Linked DNA regions of Oryctolagus cuniculus: region 1 is linked to region 2. Evidence: chromatin contacts called from public Hi-C data. All regions are on one chromosome and are shown on one strand. The core of a region is the stretch at or near the end of the contact, and the rest is flanking DNA. Distances in the headings are between cores, read along the strand shown.

The links. Hi-C and Micro-C count contacts between places; a contact is called where the count stands out from the background.
Region 1: a Hi-C map of liver shows a contact between it and region 2, with 10 times the contacts expected there. The contact joins the promoter of LOC138845354 here to the enhancer-like site in region 2. A contact is called at or near these places in 6 of 6 Hi-C or Micro-C datasets (ear pinna, embryonic fibroblasts, liver and 3 more).

Annotation. Positions count from the first base shown.
Region 1 is chr15:45,245,511-45,253,333 of mOryCun1.1, reverse strand. LOC138845354 (large ribosomal subunit protein uL23-like) reads left to right here and starts at 1,890. Exons shown (of 1, transcript XM_070057679.1): 1 at 1,890-5,087. The coding sequence starts at 4,586. The coding sequence ends at 5,056. All of the region lies in intron 9 of PRKG1 (protein kinase cGMP-dependent 1), which reads right to left.
Region 2 is chr15:43,990,799-43,998,039 of mOryCun1.1, reverse strand. All of the region lies in intron 1 of PRKG1 (protein kinase cGMP-dependent 1), which reads right to left. Among named protein-coding and RNA genes, the nearest start is that of PRKG1, 16 kb to the right of the region's middle. Within about 2 kb of position 3,384, at least 1 of the 8 cell types and tissues checked has an H3K27ac peak or open chromatin away from gene starts, as enhancers often do.

The sequences.
Region 1 (7,823 bases), core at 641-3,140, 1.3 Mb before region 2:
CAAGTCCTTTACAAAGAAAGTCTGTGGACCCCTACTCGAGTGCAATATACCTCTTGGTAAGAGAAGAGATGACACCCTGTCAATAACACTTATCTTTAGTCACTTTGCCCAAAGACTGGAGCTGGAAAAATTCTGCATTTATTCTCTCTCTTTTTGCATACTACCATATCACTAAATCTATTCCAAACACATCCTTCCTCAGAAATTTTAAAAAGTAAACGTTATGAAAATCTCCAAATAATAATACTCCCATCAGACACTCCTGAGCTTTGCAGCAAGCCTAGTGATTTAGGTACAGTCAGGATTCATTAAGACATAAATATCCATAAATGAACCTGTAACACACATTGTATAGAATTTTAGAAATTATACAATAATTAAAAAGAAAGCCACTCAAAGAATGAATATAGCTAGTATTTCTCCAATGGAAAATGATTGCCTTTACAGCAGGAATCATTTGCCATTTCACTTGTCATTACCCTAAAGATCATATTTCTACCATTTCCCTCCCTTAATGGATACAGCGTTACTTGAAACTCCCAGTGGGTCACAGATGATGGCGAAGCATCCTGGCGCTGGCTCTGAGTGGCTCAGAACAGCTTCCGTCGCCCAGAGGTGGGTTTGGTAACGCTGATCTGAAGATGAACTCAGGGGTCTCAATGCACATTTACATAATGATTCAGGGGTTTCTGGCAAAAAAAGCTTTACCATAACACACTTATTTGATATAACAAATATATGAGCGGAAAAGTGTCTGTGCGATATAGAATTGTTTGCAGAAGGGAGTTTGTTACTGCTTTTAGGTTATGACAAGATCTAAAATACCACAGTTTATGTTTTCATGACATGAAACAAACTGAGGATTTCAAGGCAGTTTTAAAAGAGAATGTTTTGTTTCTTACTTTAGTCCCTTCCTCAGACAAGGGATACTTTCACATCCAAGGTTATTCACACCTATTTCTAGATGCAAACCAAGACCATAACCAGGTAGTAACTATCTCCAAGAGACAGCATGTTTGGGGTTAAGAGATGAATTTGAAAGACAGACTCTTGGGTCCAAATCCTAATTCTGCAGCTGATTTGCAATGTAACTGTCAACTCCTCAGCTCGCTGTGAGGTCACTCCAGCCCTCTAAGCCTCAGCTTCCTCATCAGAAAATAATGATAATGATAATAATAACATTAGATCTTAATGCACAGGATTAAGTGAGATAACGGGAATGGTAAATGTTTTGCTTAGTGCCTGACACAAATCAAGCGTTCAATTCCAAATATTTATTTTGGAAAGACATGGTTATGAATCCAAACTACTCTTTCATGATCTCAGGACTTTTACACAGCTTCTTGGGAAAAGGGGTTGCTAACTGTCCCACCAGAAATATCCCTTACGGTAAAGTTTATCAATAAATGAAACGTAGCCATAGTGTACTAGCTTGGCAAAGGTAAAGGTGTGAACAGGACAAGAGGATGGTTTCACCCCAGCACAAACACTTTGCTGCATCCTCTCAAAGGACCCAACGCATCCACCCCATGCATGTGAGGTATGTTTATCTGGAGGGAGATGGGACTGTGCGAGGGACATGGAAAAATTCCAGGGAGGAGACTGGGAATTTTAGCAACAGTTGGATGGTTCATAATCTCCCTCAGTGGCACTTGGGTCAATCTGTGCCCCTGTATGTGGCAGGGGACTCTCACCATGTAGGTCCATGGAGTAGAGTTATTGGAAAATTTCCTGAAACAAAAACAAGCACAAGGATTCCCTGGGTCAGGCGGAGCTTCCTCAGTGGCCTTGTGGAATGTCATGCCCCAGAGCATGGAATAAAGGGGTCAGTCCAGGTAACAGGTGTCATCTTTGAAGGACAGATGGGTTTGCTTGCTTGTTTGCTTATTTATTTATTTATTTTGAGATACAGAGCCTATCAATCTCTCATGGTTTTTCCTCTAAGAGGAAACTCACTTACTGCTCTTCACATCACATCTAGGAAGAAACCACATTAGGAGTAGGATTGGGATAGAGTTGAGTAAGGAGAGGAGGAGAAAGGATGGCTGGAATTCAATCTTACCCCTTATCAAAGGCCATGTTGGCTATGTGCATGGCCAAGATATACTGTGACAACCTAACTGGTTAACTTCTCCATGGTAGGCTGCAAATAGTCCACCAACAATATCATCCCTGGAACTTGTAAATGTTACCTTCTTAGGAAAGGAGTCTTAGCAATAAAATTTTGAGATAGGAAGACTACCCCATGTTTTCGAGAGAGATCCTAAAATGCCATCACAAGTATGTTTTTAATAAGGGAATCAGAGTGAGCTGACACACATGCACACACACAGAGGAAAAGACAATGTGAAGACAGCAGTGAAGATTGGAGTAGCGCAGCCACAAACAGAAGAATGTAGAAGCACCTAAAACTTGGAAGAGGCTAGGAATGGCTTCTCCCCCAGAACCTCCAAGAGTGTTGTCCCACTGATGACTGATTGAGCCTAAAGATACTAATTTAGGACTTCTGGGTGACAAAATAGATTTCCTTCATTTTAAGCCACCTAGTTTGTAGTAATTCGCTACATAAGCCTCAGGAATCTAATACAGCATCATTACTACTTTGATTATCACTCTAAATAGGTAGACTATGAGTTCTATGCACTCATTGTTTCTTCCTAAACTCATTTTTAGATATAACAAGATTATTATTTTTCCTTTATGTTCATTTAAATTACACAATGTGCGCCATTGCAAACACAGTTTGTTTGACTCATTTTAAGGATGCTAAGTCACTAATACTGTGAAGTTCTCAACAAATCATTCATTTCCACGTGGTCAATATTTATTAAATCATATGCTAACTAAGTAATTATACTCTTAAGAAGTGCCATTTTTGGATTTATTATCTCAAAACTGTATACTACAGATGCTCAAATTTTAGTGTGTTTCTATCTGGAAAATGGTAAAGTAGCTGAGTCACTCAAAGGCATCAGACAAAATATAAACTTGAATATTTATGACATTGTATATCTTTCAGTTAGAGTTATAGGAATATGATCAAACTCAAAGATTAACTGACATGAGTAATGAAATAAAGTTGTGTTCTCCCAATGGTAAAAAGGAGGTCTGAGACCTTCATCTGTGTGCCATACTGCAAATCATTTGTCTCTCTGCTCTAAATGGTACCCCAGTGACCACAAAAGGCACATCAAACATTCCAGAATACCTGTCATTAGCAGGGAGAAGCTTTTGTAGTGGTTCCATATTTCACCCATGGATATAGTTCTATTCAAGCCATATTTCTTAAGTCTCCATGAAGTCTACTTTTAAAATGACTAAGTCTACGTGTCTAGAATAACTAAAGGTCTCCTCTTTCATAAAAACACAGCAGCTATATTTGGGTATATGTTCCTTATGTCTACACTTCTGTGAGTAGAAAATACTGAATTGGTGTGACCATTCTGTTACTTGGGGACTTTAAGTTTCAAATGGACTAAGCAGGTGCTACTGTGATTCTGTCAGAGTAACATCTCAATGTCCCAGTCATATGGACATTTTACATTCAAGGCTTTAACCTATTCTAGGTGCTTTGCTCTTGCCAGATGAAACTTTCTGTATAGTCACAAGAATGCAACATTGGCCTTATGACAATGATTCTCTTCTGTTCACTGCATTCGGATTATAACAAAAATGTGCTGTAAAACAAGGAGCAGTAGTCACTTGTTAAAATCTTGTCCTCTGTTGGCATGCTTATTTCTATCCAATTTACTGTTAAAGTCCAACATGAGAGGCCGGCGCCGCGGCTCACTAGGCTAATCCTCCGCCTTGCGGTGCTGGCATACCGGGTTCTAGTCCCGGTTGGGGCGCCGGATTCTGTCCTGGTTGCCCCTCTTCCAGGTCAGCTCTCTGCTGTGGCCAGGGAGTGCAGTGGAGGATGGCCCAAGTGCTTGGGCCCTGTACCCCATGGGAGACCAGGATAAGTACCTGGTTCCTGCCATCGGATCAGCGCGGTGCGCTGGCCGTGGCGGCCATTGGAGGGTGAACCAATGGCAAAGGAAGACCTTTCTTTCTGTCTCTCTCTCTCACTGTCCACTCTGCCTGTCAAAAAAAAAAAAAAAAAAAGTTCAACATGAGCTTGTCTCTCATGCTAAAGAATGAATGCCTCACCAGTACAAAAGAAGGGGTGCAATTCTTCTGCATCCTTTGAGATTATCTCATGAACCAAGATTTGATTTATAACTCTTAGAGCTTCCTGATACTACCAAAAAATACACACACAAAAACATCTGAATACCCAGGCAAAACCTGAAAAGAACTTTGCTTTTAGAGTGTGGAATTTTCAAAGTTATCCAGATTGTGTGTGTTGAAATTTTAAGAAAAATTTAATATTCAAAATAATACTATTAGTTTTAAAATTTTAGAGGAGTGAATAACTGAAATATTTAAGATAAAAGTTTCCATGTTACATATTATAGCATATTTTAAAAAATATTTTATTTCACAGGTAGAGTTCCAGAATGTCAGCGGGAGAGACAGAGAGAAAGTTCTTCCATCCAATTACAGCATATCTTTAAAACTCTAGGAATGACCGCTTTTCACCAAGATGGCGCCGAAGGCGAAGAAGGAAGCTCCTGCCCCTCCTAAAGTCGAAGCCAAAGCGAAGGCCTTGAAGGCCAAGAAGGCAGTGCTGAAAGGCGTCCACAGCCACAAGAAGAAGAAGATCCGCACGTCCCCCACCTTCCGGCGGCCCAAGACGCTACGCCTCCGACGGCAGCCCAAATACCCTCGGAAGAGCGCCCCCAGGAGAAACAAGCTTGACCACTATGCCATCATCAAGTTCCCCCTGACCACGGAGTCGGCCATGAAGAAGATAGAAGACAACAACACACTGGTGTTCATTGTGGATGTCAAGGCCAACAAGCACCAGATCAAACAAGCTGTGAAGAAACTCTATGACATTGATGTGTCCAAAGTCAACACCCTGATCAGACCTGACGGAGAGAAGAAGGCGTATGTGCGGCTGGCTCCTGACTATGATGCTCTGGACGTTGCCAACAAAATTGGGATCATCTGAACAGAGTCCAGCTGGCTAATTCTAAATATATGTTTTTTCACCATATAAAAAAAAAAAACAAAAAACAAAAAAAAACTCTAGGAATGACCTCTAAAACTTGTCAAATGAAAAATACTATGACCAATATCAGGTCATTTGCATTTCAGCAGAACAGTTCAGCTCTTCAATTAGTAAAAACACTTATTTCTGCCGTAGGAAGTGTCATGGAGGACTCTAGCCTCCTTTCCTCCTGCGGTTCGACCTGTAAACCTCTGGCCAGGTGTTGTCCAATGTGCCCATTTGATCACGTAAGGAATTAAGACAAACCTCTGAATTGTTAATCTTGATGATCTTCTCTATATTCAATTATTTTTGTAGCATCACAAGACATTTTGCTTACTCCTCAAAGAGAAATCTAATTTTTTTCCATTTATTCTACTTGTAGAATGAACTTGTTTAAATATTAATGTAATTGATAGGTTTTTAATTTTTGCCTGTGTTTACTACTTTTAATATTTTAGCATACTGAGAAAGCACTTGCTTTCTCATCAGATCTCTATGTAGACAGTCTTCCATTTAGGAAACCAACTGCATGAATACCTGGAAAATGGATGATTTTAAAAGCTGGTAAACATTTCAGTGCTTTCTCCATCAACTTCTTTGAAAAATAACAGCAAACAAAGTACATAAATAAAAGTAAATAAATAAAACAAATGGCAACAAAAATAAAATGCTCCAAACTATTCTCCAACATTCAACTCTACCAATTCCAACAAAGGCCCAAAGATAAAGAATACAATTTACATAAACTGTTTCCATGCAGTTACTCATGAAGCACAAGAATTGATTTTGGTAATAAACTATCTCTGTCTTTTGGACATTCTACACAATGGATTTCTCTAAGTGCCAGCCACGTGACAGGGGACATTAGTGAGCCACTGCATGCCTGTTTCCTCATTTATAAAGTAGGGATTATAAAACTGTCTCCTAATAAGACTGCGGTGAATCTGCCCAGAAGAAGTACCTCTATTACACTGGTACTACTGCCATTATGGCCACTATAAGTATTGCTTACAATCAATTCAAACTTAGAGATGCAGCTCATCAGCGCTATGAAGGAATTTCTGTCAGATAGCGTAGTATGTAATTAAGGTTTGCAACATAATTAGTATACAAGCATAATAGACTTATTCAATAAGACACTGTGATAATTTATTTCAAAGAGATTTTGTAATAGTGACACATGATACAAAATATTTTCAAAGTCTTTTACTCACAGAAGTTTTATTTTTATTATTATTAATTATTTCTAATAGAATCTGGGTCTTTACAATTTTCCAATATCACCAGCTACCTTTCTGCTCAAGTACAATATTACATTAGCAAGTTCATATCTAATTTACTAACTAACACACACCCTAGAGTCTTTTTAGATAACTCCCAAACCTCCTGCTTTCATCAAACCAAAATGAGTATCTTTTTTTGTTGGTAAATACATGGGTTTCAGATTACTGCTTTACAAGCCGGTGAGCCTTGTTTTTATAATTTATGTTTTAATTAATTTCCTCCCCACCTCACTCCATTTTCTGCTTTTTCTTCCTCTCCTATGTTTGCAATTCTCCTGGGGAATAACACCTACATTTTGAATTGCAGATTTGTTGAATGCATCCTTTATGCAATTAAGATGTTAACGCAACTCCACCATGATCCTTATAGCATCCTCTGCTTGTTCAATCAGCCATTACACATACCACTAACTGAGATCAATCTCAATTTTTTCTTCAGTTTTCACTTGAACCATGAAATTCTCATGGATTGACTTTCCCCTGGCTACACTCAATGCATATATATGTTAACCCACAAGACTAATATCAAATATCTGAGTGATGATCATTTTTCATTTGCATGATTCCACTATGGTTATTAACCATAAATACTTATGTATTTAATTAATCCAAAATACATTTATTTAAAATTAAAAATTGTGACTCAGATATTCTTTAATTGGAAGTCAAAAGAATGGGCTTAGACATGTGAGGTATTTCTGGGGAATCTAATTTAAAACATTAAAATGTTTAGGCTTAATTTTGGAAGGTTATAAAAAAACAGCCAGGCCTTTGAAAATACACTTGCCTATTTGAATCTTCCAGTAACATATATATAAACCCAGCACATACTGACCAAACCTTGCTGTATCTACAAAGTAAAATGAAAAAAAGATTGAAGAGCAGGTGTTTGCTGCAACAGTTAAACATGACTTGGAATACCAGCATCCCATGTCAGAGTAACTAGGTTTGAGTCCCACAGTGCTTCCGATTCCAGCTTCCTGCTAATGAATGTCTGAGAAGGCAATAGATGATGGCTCAAGAACTTGGGTTCATCCCACCCACGTGGGAGAACCAAATATAAATCCAGGCTTCTGGGCTTTGTCCTGGCATAGCCCTAGCTGTTGTGGGCATCTGTAAAGTTATCCAGTAGACTGAAGATCTCTAAATTTGTATCTCTACTTGTATCTCTTTCTCTGGCTATCTTTCAAATAAAATTAAAATAAAATTTTAAATTAACCCCCCAAAAAGGGAAATAAATAGTATATCTTCAAGGGGAAAAAAAAAGGAAGTTCAGAAAAGTTGGATACTCAAATAATTTCAATTCTTCCACTTAGGTAAAAAGCTCCAACTTGGATAATGATTAAGACCAAAATCACCGGGAACACTGCATTTACAATGCTCTTCATTTTTTATTTGGAGAGCAGAGAAAGAGAGATAGAAAGAGAGAGAGGCTGAGAGAA
Region 2 (7,241 bases), core at 2,135-4,634:
TTAACAAAGTATTTAATTTTGCATGTTTTAAATTGCATCAAGGTTACTGAGAATGCAGCTACCAAGTTAATTAAGGAAGTGGGTATTTTATTTTGCTGGAAACTGTAGAGGGAGTTTACCACTTTGGAAAAATGTATTTTGACAAGAATACAAACAATGGCACTAGGATGAGCAATACAGCACACCAGTATATATATATATATATATATGTTTTCAGTTGTTACATAAAATGATTCTAGCAGGTGAAGCAAATACTTCCCCATTTCTGCTCAGTGTACTTTGGAGTCCTTATCATGACCATCTTCCACTCAGCCAGTTCAAATATTTATTTATTAAAGCATGCTATTATTTTATTATACATCATTTATTCTATTTTTCCTTCATTTTACAGTTTGGACACTATATGCATATATATAATACACATAATTTCTACAAATGGGCTATATAATCTATAAAATCAATTTAAGGATAGCCAGGAAACATTAGAAAATGTCTGATTATAAAAAGGAAAACAGAGAATTGTCAATGAGTTCTCTTGCGTATCACAGCCTTTTGGAATCTTGCTTCTGTTGTCCAACATAATAACCAACCTCACTGCATTTTGCCTATGAAAATTTAATGCAATACTACTGAAATCATCAAATAACTGCTAAAGATGCTTAACACGGAACTGATGCCTTCTGTTGGGTAGTGGAATTCACTCTTTGGCATTTGCTCCAGGAAATTCGACATTCAGTATTTAAAGCATCTTAATAGAGCATATACAAAAGATGGTACAGGAAAACTGCACATAGCAGGTGCCAAACCCCCTTCGTAATGTTGCCGCCCTTTACGGGTCTCTCCTCTCATTTCTGAAGGCACTTGGGTACTTCTGGTAAAAACTCTATTAAGTGAAATAAACATCTGAAGTATTCCTAAGATCTTTTTGCAGCAATGAGAAGACAAACTTTCCAGAAAATCTTAAAGCAAGTAGAAAGGAAACAAAGCAAAGAAAGATACTCTTTCAAAAAAATGAGGAAAGATACACTTGATTGTGTAGCATGAGTGTTCTGACAGTTTTTTCTTTCCAAAAAGGCTCGATGAGTCCATGTTGGACAATAAATTGTTAAATATTTTATATCATTATGATGCCCAAAACCATTCCCAGAAATCTGGATTCTTTGAAGCATCTTAGATGGGTGTTTGAGAGTTAAATACACTTGAAAAGAATACTCTTATTATCACAAATTTTTGAATTATACTTTCAAATTTTCTTTATATAAAACTAAATCACCAGGAAAACTGTATAAATAGTTCATGCTATCTCTTCAAGTTTTCTTAAGTGCTAAGGAGAAGGCTTAAATTCTCAGTGGTATAATAGTATAACCAATTCTCAATCTATATGATAGGACATTAACAAAAACCTTCTGGTTAGTTTTCAAGCAATGTATATCCTATCTCGGGAGGAGATGGGAAAATGCTTAAATTATACTTTTAAACACATGAAACAATGTTAACTTAAAAATAGGTCTAAATATAATTCTGCTGTTGCAAAATGTGTCATTTTAATTGACCAAAGCATTCAAAGCTTTTCTAAATTAGTTGGTGTGTTAATGGCTCTTCATCCTAATAAGTTTATCTGAAGTTTATTCCACTTGTTCTTTGTAACCCTAAGGAAAGAGTATACCAAAATTATAGGGAAGGAAAGTGTTGAAATTATAGCATAAAAGTTTCTTTTCCCCTAAAATTACAGGTAAGAAAACTATAGTCTCCAGAAATGAAAATCACTGGCTGTCTCTTCTCAAGACCAATTTTTCCCTCTGTAAATCTTTATAAAGCTCATGCCATGAAAACAAGAGGACCATAAACCACAGAGATCTGTGACATTTCATGGAACCACCAGAGACTAATACTTTCATCTGAACCAAGGACTATCAATCAACATCATAGCCTTTGAAAAATAAGAGGAAGGGAGTGAGAGGGGAGGATATAGAGAAATGGCAAGTGAAAAAGGTTCCCCAAAACTTTGCTACTCTGATGCTTGGATGTGTTCTTCACTTGAACCATCTCATCCAAAATCCTTTTCCCATGGCACTCAGCAGAATTCAGAAGTCACAGATGTACACTGTAAGCTTGAAGGAAGATAAATACAAGTGGTATGATATATTGGCCACCCTAAATTCATGTCCAGCTGAAACCTGTAAACATGACCTTACTGGGAACTGAAGTCTTTATAGATATAATCAAGATGAGATCATATTAGATCAGAGTGGGCCTTAAATTCAGTGATGTTCTTATAAGAGGAAAATCTAGACACAGATCTGCAGGAAAGACAGCCATATGAAATTGAGGGCAGAGACAGGGGTGATGTGAATACATGTCACAGAATGCCAAAGACTGACTGTCAGTCACCACTTGAAGCTAGGAAGAGGCAACAGAAGAGCCTCCCTAGGGTCTTCAAACACTGTGCCCTGCTGATACCCTGAATTCTAACTTCCAGTCCCAGAACTATGATAGAATAAATTGCAATAGCTGCAAGTCACACAGTGTGTGGTAATAGGTTATAGTAGCCCTAGGAAATTATGTATGTGGTCAGACTACTTACAGAACATACCTGCAAAGGAGGTTTGGCCAATTTCTTGATCCCAAATTTCCCAAGTCCATTAAGTCAGAATCACTGGAGATGGAGCCTAGGAATCCCTGTAACAAACCTCCAAGACATGACTACATGCGCTGCAGTTTGAGAACTGCTGGGTGTTTGGAGTGGTCTGAGGGTCTTTGCAATGCCCACTTTCCTCCATTTTCTGCCTATGCACCTCCTGTAGATTATCATGTGGTATGGGGTTAGAGTCCTACAGCCAAATACTCCCAGCTGATGCAGCAAGACTTTGGATAAGTCACTCTATGTGTTTGGATGAGGCTCCTCATGTGCACAGAGCATTCCCGCCCAGAGGCACCATGATGACAGCCTGGGATTGTTGAGAACAACAAATGAATTCATGCTGATAAAGCACCCTGCACAGAGCGAGCTCTTGACAATGCTGAATCAGCGTGTCTTACTCTCCCAATTCATCTCAATTATAGTTCTTTCTGAATCACATTTCTAACTTGGGAACAGATTTTATTTTGTGTCCAGGACACTGGTGTTGAGACTCCAAAGCAATGGTCGTCACTGACCGTTTGCTAGAACAGATCTTTTGCACATCATCAGTTACAGGACAACCTTCTAGCCACACCACCCCTGCCCCGCCCAAATTGACAGACCAGAAAGAAGCATTCAAAGAGGTTCGAGGAACATGACTAAGATATTACAAGCTTGAACACAAGCCTCTCTGATTCCACCGTCCTAACGCTTAGCTCTCACATTGTTCAGCTGTGTGTGTTTATGACCCAGAACACAAGAATGCTTCCTCTAGGCTTTCATTGGGAATGAGTTGATCTTACAAAGCACTGCAGGTTAATGGATCACTAGTTTACATTACTGTGTCTGATTGCACTTTATTTGTATAGCAAAAAAAAAAAAAAAAAAAAGTGGGGGTGGGGCAGGGACCGGTGGTAGGAGGAAGAAACCAAATTCCTGATTTAATCATTTGCTGCTGAATGGTCTTCGGAGAACCAGCAGCATCAGCAGAACCTGAGAGATCACTGCAAATGCAGGACTCTCAGGTCTGCCCCACACCTGCTCAGTCAGTGCTGCTCCTCCGCACGCGGAGGAGCCGCACCGGACCTGACGCTTGTTGTTCCCCTTTTACAAGTCTTTTCTATAGTAAAGTAAGAATAAGCAAACAGCGAACTCTCAAAGCAAGAATGAGTAGAGAGAAATGAGAAAGAACGAAGCAACGAACTTCCCCGCGAACTCTCCAACGCACTCTCCAACCAACCCCCACCACCATGCCGTCTCTCTCCTCCTATATAGTCCTCTCCACCAATCCGTGCTCCGCCTGTCCACGTGTCGAGCATGCCGTTCTCTTCTATTGAGAGGATGAATCGGCTCCTGCGGCTTCTAGTAGTCAAGATGAGTCAGCTGTGTAAAAGCTGGTTACTCCTTATCAGCGCCATATTATGGGAGGCGGGCTTCGCCTTCTGCAGGAGACGGATTCTGCCTCCCACAAGTCAGAGCCTGCATCCCCAAGTGGTTCACATGCAAAGAAGGGTTAAGAAACCTGAGTTTATCTAGTACAGAGAGCAGATAGCTTCAGAGGAGGTCCTAACACAGCTCAATAGATCCCTAGAGGTAACTTGCCATTCTTTCTTTCTAGAATTATATAGTTTCTCATAACATGGGTTGGGAGAGGGGGTGAGAAATATACAGAAAGAGAACAAAGATGACATCATGGGTGAAAAAGAGAGAAAGGAAAATAAGCCCTAATTATGGCCCATGTCAGAATACCATCTATGATTCAGGAAATGACTGAAAACAGGGTCACAGCCATGTCACTTAGCAGAATTAGATGCAAGTATGGAGCTAGAAATACGGGGAGAATATACGGGCCCATTTCAGGGTTAAAAGTTCCTGTCTCCTAGATGAATGAAGTCAGAATCAGTAGGTAATAACAATGAGAGCTAGCATTTATTGAATGACTACACTCTACAAGGCACTAAATTAAACGTGTGTGAGCTCATTTAATCCTGTCAACATCCTTGTGAGGTTTTTAATCATGGAAGAGGCTGATCATTTGGTATATTTTTTTCGAGACAGTGTCAGACTAGTAAGGAGAGAACACTGCTTTGGATCGCCAAAATAGTTCCTATGTCTTCCCACATATCAACTGATTGGCTGACAGATATCTTTATAGGATTGTACCTATGAAATGCATGAAATATGTTCCCTTTATATTAATCAAAATTTTTGAAAAATAGTGTTGAGAGAAATAAGGTCTAAAATTGCATTTTTCTCCATTAATAGGCCAGAATACAGTAATACCAGTCTTCCAATTGGAGCCAGGCACTGGGGATACAAAGGTATAAACTCGATGGGGACTCGCAGAGATGGGGACACACAGGAAAAGCATCCCTTCCCTTGCAGCTTTCAGGCTTGGAGACCCAAGTCTACTGCACTGTGAGAACAGCTACCGGCAGTCCCACCCCAGATCTCTATACTCTCAACGCTCCTGGATATGAAAATGCAAGCTTTCATGACTTGTGGGGGCTGAAAAATGAACATTGAGAGAAGGGGGAGGAGCTTCTGGGAAACAAACCAGCTAGGCTTCCAACGTGACCAGTGTCAGTAATCCCTGGACATGCAGATGTCCTAGCACTCTGAGCAGTTCTTCCAGGGCCTCCAGACTGTGTTTTTCCTGAGCCTGCCACAGTGGTCCCCTCAGGGTTCCTGCCTAATTACTATCCCTCACAGCAGTTAAAGCCAGGGCCTTCCAGAAACCCTTCTAAGAAACTCACGAGTCGGCTGAGATGCTAACCTGAGTAATGACACATTTTGCTCCTTGGCTCTGTCATGCCAGCTCATACATTATCCATTTGATACTTGATTGAAACATGGCAACAATACCTTACTTGATTGAAATATAGCAACAATACTTAACCTTCCCATCTCCAATTCCCCAAATGTCTATATGGGGCTGGTGTCTGGCACAGCATTAAGACATCTCTTGGGAGTCACATCAGACATCAGAGTGCCTGGATTTCAGTCCAGGCTCCACTCCCAATTCCAGCTTCCTGCTAATGTGCACCCTGGAAGACCCCAAGAGTTGGCTCCAGTATCTGGGTTTCTGAAACCCACATGGGAGACCAGAACTGAGTTCCAAATTCCTGGTTTTGGCCAGGCCTAGTACCAGCTGTTGCAGATACTTGGGGTGTGGACCAGCACCAGTGTCTCTCCTCTCTTTCCCCTCTTCCCTGCCTTTCAAACTTAAAAAAAATATGTATATATACACATAAATATATATATACATACATACATAAGATATATGTGCATATATAATATATAATGTATACATATAAATAAATACCTATTTCTTTTCTTTTTTTTAACTTTTATTTAATGAATATAAATTTCCAAAGTACAGCTTATGGATTACAATATAAATACATATTTCTTAAACAACTAGTTTTCCTCATTCATTCATTGCTTAGGTTGTTTAAGGTAGACTTAACATCTAATATACTTCAAGGAGCGCTAGAATTGGGGCTGGCGCTGTGGCATAGCGGGTAAAGCCACCATCTGCAGTGCTGGCATCCCATATGGGTGCCAGTTCAAGTCCTGGCTGCTCCACTTTCTATCCAGCTCTCTGTTATGGCCTGGGAAAATAGTAGAAGATGGCCCCAAGTCCATGGGCCCCTGCAACCTCATGGGAGACCTGGAAGAAGCTCCTGGCTCCTGGCTTCAGATTGGCCCAGCCATCTGGGGAGTGAACCAACAGATGCAAGATCTCTCTCTCTCACTCTCTCTCTCTCTGCAATTTAATCCTAGTTTTGTCATTCCATTGGTAAAGCATAACCTCTCTGAATCTCTAGATTTTTGTTTGATATATTACAGTTGTTTTTTAATCAGAGAGGATGAACAAGAAATCTTCTGAAATCCCTTCTAGGCATGAGGTTCTATAATGTGTTAATATGAGAGCTAATTTTTTTTCTGAAAACTTCTGAAATTTTTTAAACTTTCCATTGTTACACAATTGCCAGCACTTTTGTGTAGCACTTTATACTCACCTTTCATTATTCCATAAACAGATATGGAGTATGCCTTGTACATAAACCCCTGTGGGGAGAAAGTATCATTTTGTAGACACAGAAATGGAACTCAGAGAAGTAGTATGTCTAAAATTACACAGCCAGTCCTGGAAACAGGAGCCAGCAGTCAACATCAAGTGTGTAACTCCCACGCTCATTATTTTGATGATCACAACGCAATCTCAGGGTATCCACTATGGGACTGGGCTGACATCCCTGTGGCCACCCTCCCACCCACAAAAAAAGTATCATTTTTTTTACTACAATCTCATGATTATCTTTAATATGATTGAAGTCTGAGCCAAATCTATGTTTGCAAAGGCATCTTTCAGTAAATCCAGTCTAAGATCACTAGAAAAACAAACAAAAAAAAAAAAAAAAGGAAAGTTCTAATGGAGATAGCCATCCTATAAAAAGCAAGCCCTGTGGAGTGGTTTCAACACCATATATGTCCAAATCTTCCTACCAGCCTTTAAAAAAATACGTAGCTGAGAGACTTGGAATTTGTTATTTTCCCAAGTGGGAGCAAAGTTCCTCAGGATCCTTACAGTAACAAAAAATGTATTTTTATGAAA